2 separate regions of the Rattus norvegicus genome follow, and region 2 is linked to region 1. A link is a contact called in public Hi-C data. All regions are on one chromosome and are shown on one strand. Each heading gives the region's core, a stretch centred on a gene start, on an enhancer-like site or on the middle of the called end of the contact. The rest is flanking DNA. Distances are from core to core; before and after follow the strand shown.

The links. A called contact is a pair of places that touch in the nucleus more often than the background predicts.
Region 2: a contact with region 1 is called in a Hi-C map of kidney, with 5 times the contacts expected there. The contact joins the promoter of Stmn1 here to the promoter of C5h1orf232 in region 1. A contact is called at or near these places in 5 of 12 Hi-C or Micro-C datasets (the A7r5 cell line, the Rat2 cell line, kidney and 2 more).

What each region holds. Positions count from the first base shown.
Region 1 is chr5:151,747,968-151,752,883 of GRCr8, reverse strand. It overlaps C5h1orf232 (similar to human chromosome 1 open reading frame 230), which reads right to left and starts at 2,747. Exons shown (of 4, transcript NM_001419606.1): 1 at 2,596-2,747; 2 at 1,174-1,257; 3 at 960-1,057. The coding sequence starts at 2,679. Zfp593 (zinc finger protein 593) reads left to right here and starts at 4,160. Exons shown (of 3, transcript NM_001106689.1): 1 at 4,160-4,472; 2 at 4,698-4,760; 3 at 4,855-4,916. The coding sequence starts at 4,273.
Region 2 is chr5:151,962,291-151,967,206 of GRCr8, reverse strand. Stmn1 (stathmin 1) reads right to left here and starts at 2,028. Exons shown (of 5, transcript NM_017166.2): 1 at 1,931-2,028; 2 at 283-355. The coding sequence starts at 295. LOC134487004 (a long non-coding RNA gene) reads left to right here and starts at 2,619. Exons shown (of 2, transcript XR_010066672.1): 1 at 2,619-2,770; 2 at 3,521-3,829.

The sequences.
Region 1 (4,916 bases), core at 1,498-3,997:
AAGCAAGGGCAGGTGGGGACAGGAGAGAAGATGAGATGGTTGGGCAGAGGGGAACTGGGATTTCCGAGTTGGGGTGGGTGGGTGGGGTCAGGAATTTGGAGAAGTGACTCTGGCGCAGAGACGAGGGTCTCTGAGAGGAGGAGGCAGGAGAGAGTTGGGGTGGGCTTGTTTAGGCCCTATAGAAGGGAATCCCTCAGGCTCTAGGATCGAGGGAAAGAGGAGTTTGGTACACGGAGAAAGTGGAAGAGATCTTGGCACAGATGCTTAGAAAAGATGAGGGGTAAGGCGGATTCGATGTGGAGAAGGGCTGTGAAGGAGGGGCGATAAGGCTTGAAGAAGAAGCCTTGCCTCTGGAAAAGTCCTTGGAGAACTGGGACTGGAGGGTGGGGGGTAGGACCCCTGAGGCAAGAGTAATAATGGTTGGAGGTCCTAGGGAAGAAGGAAATGTGGTGGGTGGGTGGGAGGGGTTGAAAGAAAGCAGACATGCTGAGTGTGTAAGAAACAAAGCCAGCTAGAGATGAAGCCCCGAGTCTGTTCTCAATACCAAAGACCTTGTCAAGCAATGCTTTCCAAACTGGTGTGCCTTGGGGTCCTCTGGGATCCTCAGACCTCTATGGACACCAAGAGAATCAGAAGAAGGGGATCTATGCTGGTGACAAGCTGCTTTGGATAGTGAAGTTTTACCATCTAGACCATGTCAAGGTCTTCTCTGCTGTCCTGGGTTCAAGGGAGCTGGCTGTCCTCAGGAAGAGGGAGGAGCCGCCCATAAGGACTGCCCTTTACCTCAGTCCCAAGAGGTCTGATTCTATCTCCTACCCAGGTCTGCTGTCTCCTGATAGGAAAGAGCATTCTGGGGCTGTCCCTATAAAGCCCTAGAGGATTAGAAGGGCAGAGGGAGCCATGGTGGCAGAAGGGAGATCGTAGGACCCTTCCAGCCCCGCCCCTAAGGACACACGTACTGATCAGCACAGGGCTCTGGTGGCAGCAGTTTGTCCTCATCTTCTTTGTTAAACAGAGACGACATTGTCAGCCAGCCTTTCACCCCGACCCCCTGAACCTGGGAGGGAAGAGCTGGGAGTCAGGAATATGGCCGAGATGCAGCCAAGCCTCCAGGGCTTCACCACTGCCTCCGGCAGGCTTCCCAGGCTCGGATGAAAGGACTGCTGAACTCACCCTGCGGGCCAGCTGTGACATGGGGTTGAACATCTCCTCCGTGGGTTCTGCCGTCTCAGACTCCACCAAAGCTGGGCTCTCCCTCTGGGACACAAGACACCCCCCAACCCCTGGCGTGAGAGGAGCCCCATTGCTAACCAGTGCACACACACAAGGCAGTCTGTGTACCATAGAAGCACATCTATTGTGCACCCTGCATCTCCACGAGAGCCCCTGGGAATGCTTGCAGATACACTTATCTCTACATAATGCCTCTGCTCACACACACAAGCCTGCCTGGTAAATCTCTGAGCACATATGCCTGCCCACTCCCAAACACATCCAGACGAACTCAAAACCTCAGACGAGGGCACCCGATATGCACTACTACCAGCATCCATGCTTCTTTGTGGCCACACCTTCCCCCCTGTATACGCATGGATGTGCAGTCAGGCGCCCACACGAGAGTACTCATGTGGCTAAGCGATTCCTGTGTCCTCTTCTCCAGCAGGAAGCTGGCTAAACAGAGACCTATGCACAGCAGTTTTCTCCCGCCAACCAAGTGTAACACCTGGAAATGCCTACACGAAAGTGTACAGGTACAGAAGCATGCTCAAAACACACATCCACGAAAACTCCCGAAGTCCAGTTCACACCGGCACCGGAGTTTCCACAGAGACACTAATTGCTAGCGTTTTTCCTACAGTCACATCCACAGAAACCCAGTCTTGGACACCAACCTGTCCAGTCGTATGCTTATCCGCCCCCTCACTGGGCTAGTTCCTGCCCCTGTCCTTTCTATTTGTGTACCCACCACTTACCACAGCTTCTAGTCTAGACGTAAACTGTCTTTGCTTCAAAGTCATTTTGGGCCCTCCCTGTCACAACCAAGTATGGTGCAAGTATGGCTTTGATTGGACGCTGCTACTGTGGTCTGCAGAGCATTAAGCGCTATTCCCTAAGGGTTTGGGGATTTAGCTCAGTGGTAGAGTGCTTGCTTAGCAAGCGCAAGGCCCTGGGTTCGGTCCCCAGCTCCGAAAAAAAAAAAAAAAAAAAAAAAAAAAAAAAAAGAAAAAAAAAAAAAAGAGCAGAGCTACTCCCTACTCCTATAAACTGGAGTTCATTACTCTCCAGGCAAGGGATCCCACTCCGATTAGCTCTGCCCACCAGAAAGCTGTATAAAGCGCAATGCACTTTTGTATCTACTGCCAAGTGGCACAGGGATGATCTTTACCACACGGCAGTTCATGAGATGCTTGGGGTCAGTGGTGCTTCTCTCGTGGCCCTGGCTCTCCCTGTTCTCCTTCTCTTGAACATCTGTCATTGCACTGCACTGTTCCTGATCTCACAAAGGAATCTATCTTCTTCCCCAGCCCATTCAATGCTCTCTATGCTCCCTCGCTCTGCTGTCTGTCTGTCCTAGAAAACACGGACAGAACCTACCTCTTCTGCCAGGTCCTCTTCAGATTCTCCACTCAGAGTCTGTAGCACTTTGGACTTGTAAGCTTTCCAGAAGGCTTGGTTCATGGCTGCCAGAGAAAGGGGACTGGCACCCAGGCACGGAAGGTGGGAGCTCAATGACCAGCAGTGGCTCTGCTTCCAGAAGCTTGGAAGAACTGAGAGCCTGTCCCAGAGATCCGGTGACTTCATGAAAGATGTACTAGCCTCCCCAGCTGGCACAGTGCCAAGCAGGTAAACCTGATCCCGGTGAGTCTGAGGTTGGGACGGGCTTGTACCATCTCAGCCCCCACCCTGTCTTGCTGGTCTTGACCCACATTGACAAACGTTAATGAAGTCAGTCTTTTTGGAGAGTCTGGTTTCCTGCCTGCACTGGATACTGGCTGATGGTTCATCTCTTGGAAGAGCTGTAGAAAATGTTTTCCACTCAAAGTCTTGAGTCCAGGAGCCATACCTATGCATTCCGTGATTGTAGCCATTCTAGCTAAGTCCTCGTCAGGGTCCTACCCTGTGTCTACCCAGTCCTCATGAGCTGGAGTGGGACAACCCCAGGTCTCCAGTCAGCATCCTGGGCTTCCATTTCACTGCTGGTCTGGCCTAGAAACCTGTTCTCCCCAGGGATGCACGTGCCTGACTCCCTGTTTCCTGGCAACTCGTTCCAAAGGGCCAGAACTCTGAATTATTGCTGAGGTCCTCTCCCCCCATAGAGTAGAGCTGGCGTTGGCCAGCCTGAGAGGCACCAGGCCAAGAGGAGTGAAGGCACCACTTCTTGGTCATTTTCCTGTTTTCCGCCAGCCCTGCCCTGGGAGCCTGGGCATAGAGAAAGAAAGCAGAGGTGGGGGGTTCTCCTAGGAACATTTCCTCTTGTGCTAGGGATACAGTGCCCCACACCAAACTCCCGCGTTAGACTGCCTGCCTGGATTACATGAAGTCCCAGGCACCAACCCCAGTTCTGAAAAACCAACCAACCAACCAACCAGCCAACCAACCAATCGAGCAATCAAGCAAGCAACCAAACAACAGCAGACAAAAGGCTCTTTTTGTAAGAAGAGCTGAACATTCTTCAAGGACAGACCCCTTAGGTGGTAGATTCTTTGTGAAACAATTTAACGCTCTTTGCCCCAGGAATTTGCTTGAGAGTAGAGGGGCGTGGAGCTGGGGGACAGAGGAGAGAGGTAAAAGGAAACGCCAAGGGTTGAGGTGGGGGGAAGAAGGCTCTTTGTTAGAACCTAGAGGTTTCTCTGGGTGACTCATCCATGATCACACTAATTCTCATTGATGAAGTAATTTATTCATGGCACAAGCATCGGTGCTGTCCAGAGACGTTAAAAGCATCCCCTACCACTGAAATCCGAGGTGTGGAAACCGGGAAGTGATGCTGGGGCAGGAGGAATGGTGGGACCGGCTCCCTCAGGCCCGCTCCTGCCCCTTCAGAGCCCAGTCACTATCTGGATGACCACCTGGGGACGCTCAAGCAGTCAGCCCGCCCGTGACGTCATCAGAAGCAGTCTGCCTAGTCCTGCTCCGCCCCCGGGCGGGCCTTTCGGGACGTCATCGAACGGCCCGGAAACGCCTGCACGTGTGGGTCTTTTCCTTACTCTTGTTTTTTGGTCTTGTGTGTGTTGTGTGTGTGTGTGTGTGTGTGTCTCTCTCTCTCTTATCATGGGTCGCTCCCGGCGGACCGGCGCGCACCGAGCACATTCCTTAGCCCGCCAGATGAAGGCCAAGAAGCGGCGGCCGGACCTGGATGAGATCCATCGCGAGCTGAGGCCGCAGGCTCTCCCGCGTCCAAAGCGGGAGCGGGACGCAGAGCCGGATCCGGACCTGCCAGGGGGCGGCCTGCATCGCTGTCTGGCCTGCGCGTAAGTCTAGCCAGGGGCGGAGCAGGGTCTGAGATACCACCCGGAGCGGCAAGGTCTGGGCCGAGAGCCGCTAGAAGCTTCTCTGTCTTGGGACCCGTGGGTCAGCCCGCCTCTCATCCTTTCGGGTTCGGAATCTGATATCCGGCAACGAGCTAGGGCCAGGGAGGTAGGCACAGCTGAGAAACCTCACCCCTTCACTCTTTCCCTCACTCTACATCCCTGCAGGAGGTACTTCATCGATTCTGCCAACCTGAAGACCCACTTCCGATCCAAAGACCACAAGAAAAGGTATGAAGAAGTCAGTAGAGGGCTCGTGGATGGGTGGCATGCAGGAAGGTCTTGCACTTGGTGAGCTCCGATCTCCTACTCTTCTTTCTCCCAGGCTGAAGCAGCTGAGTGTCGAACCCTACAGTCAGGAAGAGGCTGAGAGGGCCGCGGGCATGG
Region 2 (4,916 bases), core at 779-3,278, 220 kb before region 1:
AATACCATTTTGAGGAGGAATTAGTACTTGACAATCATTCTATGAAACAAAGAATGGCTTGTGTAAAACCCCACAATTTTGCTTTAGACCAAGCCAAAATTATGAATGGCAATGAGTTTTCCATATACTTATCCAAGTAATAAAAATTTAATTGCCTTTTTATTTGCAAATTAAATTTTGAAAAGAACACAAAAGCCAAATTAAAAGCTTAAGGCCTGCGCCACTTCCTATTCTAAAGCCATAGCCCACCCCAGTTTCAGCTTTTTGAAATCAATTACCTACCAGAAGATGCCATGTTGGACAGAAGACAAGAGACTGGCTGTACACTCTACACAATCCACTGGCAAGGAAAGCCCTGGAATGATTTTTCAAAGCATGCAATCAATTTCTCCACATTTCCCCCATGTCATCAGCACAAAGGGATCTCAAATCACACCCGTGACAATGTCAGGAAAATCATTAGGTGGAAATCAAGAAACATCATTAAAAAATCATCTAGAAACACCGAAGCCTATCAGGATATTTTAACTGAATAACGCTGGCAGCAGAAAATCAAATTAAATGATATTCTTCAAAGAAAAAAACCTTGGAATCTCAAAAATCAGAGGTGCAATCACAAGGTTGAAGGATTCCTTCCCTTAACCCTTTTTTCCGTACCCAACATAAGAAGATCTTCCAGATTCAACCCAACAATGAGATCGGAGCCATCTTAATTCTGTCTACAACTCATTGTGCAAATGAAATACCCACCCCTGCTTTGTCTGTGTTTGCCATGGTGAATAACACCCAAGCTAGAAGCCAATGGTATTCAAGTCCCATTGTTCTTAGGGTTTAAGCTACTAGCCTCACAGTGAGAAAATGAAGTTTTATGAACCTCTACGTTTCCTTTGAGGGCAGGGTCTAAGAGCTATTTAGCCCAGGCTGGTCTTGAAATTACAATCCTCTTGCCTCAGCCTCCTCAGTGTAGAGGGGTGGGGTTTTGCCCAGTAGGTTAGCAGTTGCTTAACATTTGCAAAGCCCTGGGTTTCATGTTCGATGCACACACGGGCGATGGGGTGGGGGAAGCTTCTGAGGTTGAGATTTTAGACAAGCACCACCACACCCGCCTTAGGTTTGTCACATTTGATGCCTTATGTCGCAATATTTTTTTCCAACAGTTGTCGAGTATTTTTTAAAAAGATCACCACTCTTTCAGCCCCGAAGTGTATTTTTTAAAGGTTCCAAACGCTAGACATTGAAAAAAACGAGGCAACGAAAAAAGCATTTAGCTGTGGCGGAGCACCCAAGCAGCAGACTACACAGCATGGGCGTGGTCCTGGCCCGGGCGGGCAGGCTGGCAGCCCCGGCCAATCAGAACACGCCCTAAGCTCCGGCCCCTGGCCCCGCCCCTCGGCTCCCCGCGCCTTTTCGAATCTCCGCGAACCTCTCCACACTCGGGAGCCCGCGCGCGTGGGCAGCGACAGGATGGGCGGGGCTAACGGTCCTCCGGGGTGGCCCCGCCCCTCTCGGGCTGGCAGCGCGCGGCAGTCTACCCCCCCAACTCCCGCCAAAAACACCTCGCGGACACGCAGTCCTGGGGTGGTTGCAGAGGGCTTGGTCGCATGGCCTCCACCCACTGACGGGAGTGCCCAGAGCTGCCCGGGACCACCGCCACGAAGCCCCGGGAGACTGGGCGGGCGCCGCCCCTCGGGAGCACGAGCGCCCCTAGCCTCGCTCTCCTTTAGACAATGGGGACCCCTGAACAGCCGCGCCCGCTGAGCGGTAGATGCAGAGGACGGCTCACGCCTCCTATTGTCTCCACGCTCGCACCCGAGGCTAAAGCTCACCGCTGGCCGCGCCCCCTCCCCACCAAGCCGCATCCCCAGGGAACAGGGACAAAAGCCAAGGCTCCGCCGGAGCTCCACACAAAAGACGAACGCCCCCCACCCACCAGGGCTCGAGGTCTCCGCCCGTCCCGTGTCCCCGGCTAGGGGCTCGCCGCGTTCCCGGCTGCTCCCTACCCTGCCGTCGCCTCCGCCTAAGCCAAGCCTGCACCCACCTGCTCAGTCCGAGCCGCCTGGCCACACTCTGAGAACCAACAGACCTGGGCGCGCACAAAAGCGCCAAACAGCGGCACGTGACCCGGACCAGGCGCACCGCATTGGCTGCGGGTGACCGCACGTGCCAGTCCCGCCCCGAAGCCCGAGGGCCCCGCCTCTCCGGAGCGGCGCATTTCGGGAATTGTAGTCCGGGCTAGTGGGGCAGGAAGACAATGCTAGGGGTGGGGCACTCCTGGTAGGGGGTCTCGCTAGGTGCGAGCTCGCACTGGACCTGGGCCTCTGATCTGAAGAGCATTTGGCCGCGTCCACAGGAGTGAATCCGTTACGGAACTCCCTCCCTAGGAAAAGTGCAGGGCGAGGCGAGGCACTGAGTAGGGGTCGGTTCTAACCTACTTCTGTCTTTTAGACCTTGACGGACTGGACTCTTCTTCTACCCGGCCATAGGAGTTTCTTTCGCTCCCTAAGCAGTGTCCCTTTTGATGCCACACCCCACCCGGTCGCCTAAGACTCTCGAACCCCTGTGACAAGACAGTGCCATTCCACGCCCCTGCACGGTCCTCTACCCTTGGCGTGCTTCCACGGACACACCGCAGCGAGTCACCTGTAGCGCGACATCGCAGTCGCTAACCCATTTTCTACTGGCAGGTCACGGGCGTGGTCCTTCCTTTGGTCATTTGCATTCTCACCATCAGCTTCCCGAGCTGGAAACACTAGGATCTATGCTGGACAGCGTGAGGCTCTGGAATCTGATCTTGGGTCTAACAAAAGCGACTAAGCTTAAAGGCAGACTCCATCTGGCCTGCCAAAGCGTTGCGGTGACAGGAAAGGGAAGGGAAGAGCGATGGCAGTTCTAGATACACTTTGCTGCTTTTGTTCTGAAAGCACGTGCTCCCCAGAGCGGGGCTGGGCTCTCTTTGAGAATGTAAACAAAAGGAGCCACAAGGTCACGGTTCCCTCTGGCCAGGATAAAGCAAAACTATAGCAGAGACACAAAGGAAATTAGCATGAACCTGTCTCTCTCAGAACCCCCTCCTCTCTGCTGACCAAAGCTGTGTCCCCGTGAGTGGTCATTTCCCCAAAGCACCTGCTCAAAAACTCTATTAATTTGATTTACTATTTTATTAATGGATTTGGTCTCCCAAAAGCTAAACCACACATAGACCAGGTTCTGTGGAAACACAGTCCTAATTCTAAAACAATCCTACATCTGGTTAATGAATAGGGAAGTACCCGAGATAAAATATAACAGGCATACAAGACAATGAAAACTGTATTGTGCAGAAAACACACAAAGCAAGCAACTGGCAAAGCCCTGTTGCGTAAAATATGCTTATAGAGGCATATTTTCCCAACAATTGCCCTTGCGTGGGGTCAGTCTCCCTCTGCCCCCACCCAGCCAGTCTAAGTGGTTCTTGCTTAGCTTGTGAGCAGCAGGAGACAATTCTGCACATTGACCGGGCTTTTCTCTTTCACAAACGTAGCCCCACAATGGCCTGGCGTTTCAACTTTCCGAATGGATCTCAGAAATCATTTTCAAAACTGGACAGGAATGAGGATAAGTCCCTTCTGAAAACCGAGATGACAGAGGAACACAGATGAGCGGAGACCTCCACGGCGGCCAAGAGGTCTGGTACCTTCCGAACGAGCACTTTGTCTTAAAGTCTTTGTACTGGATTTGGAGATGTGTGTGGAAGGTCCCACCCATGCGATGCACTTTTTTTTCTCCAAATACAAGATATGCCACACAAAAGTCTCATATTTCTATTAAAGTTGTGACAGGGGAGAATTAATCTTTCAAAACACTGATTATTTTGAAGCGTTTATATCATCCCTCCCCACCCCCACACACACCTCTCTCCCTGGAGCAGATGCGTATTTCCATGGAAACCACAGCTAGGAATGGAGTAGATGTTAGAACTCATGTAGATTTTTTTTTCATGTTTTTTATCGATACCCCTTGCCTTCTGCATTTGTGGTTAGGGGTCCGCTCCTGTTGACACCTGTGACAAGAATATCTCCAGATTCTCACTGCTGCTTAGGAGGGGGAAGGACACGGGGTGGGGTGCGGGGGGGGGGTGGGAATAAGGGTCCCCTGGCATGACCTTGTGAATAAAGCAGTGCTTCCTGTGCTGTGGGAAGATCCTGTTCTGTAGGATGAAAAGGGGTTGCTTCTCTCAAAGCCGGTTCTCACCAGTGTTCACAGATGGTCTCCGGAATCAGGAAGGGTAGCCAACATCTTTTGCTTCCCCACTTTGGGAAGGGCCAGAACCTGCCTCTCCCCTAACACTAGCAAGATCCCCGCCCTCTCCAAGAGGCAGTGAAGGGTTAATGTTTCCATCTCGGGAGCTGCCTGCCTTTGCCCATGAGAATTATTTTTGCTTCTGCTCAGACGGTTTGGTCGGATTGCTGTGGGGCCGGCTGTGACTGGATTAGCACCGAGTGAACTCTAGATAGGGCAGCTGTCCAGCTTATTTGATCTGTGTAGACAGCCAAAGGACAGGACTTGGGGCTTCAAAGCCCAGCAAGGGTGTCTACCCTGATGAAACACACGGCACCGGGCTCTTGTCAGATCTCAGCTATTCCCAGAGAGGCGACAGCCTTTGTTCATTGTTGCTTCTGAGGCCACAGAGGTTGTCTCCCACATAGGCGCCTCTGAGGTCCACGGCTGCTCCTGGGGCCTGTCCTCAGCCAAGGAGTGTCATGGGAGAAGTCGTTTTTATTGTCACTTCTTTGTTCCCTTTGTCCCTAGTCCTCAGGACCGAGGCTCTAATGTGCCTTGCTCTGTTCAAACCCCATCCTTGGAAACATTTCACACATCTGTCTCCCTTATTGGGCAGAGTCAATGTCTCACCTTGTTTGAGTGCCTGATACAGGGCC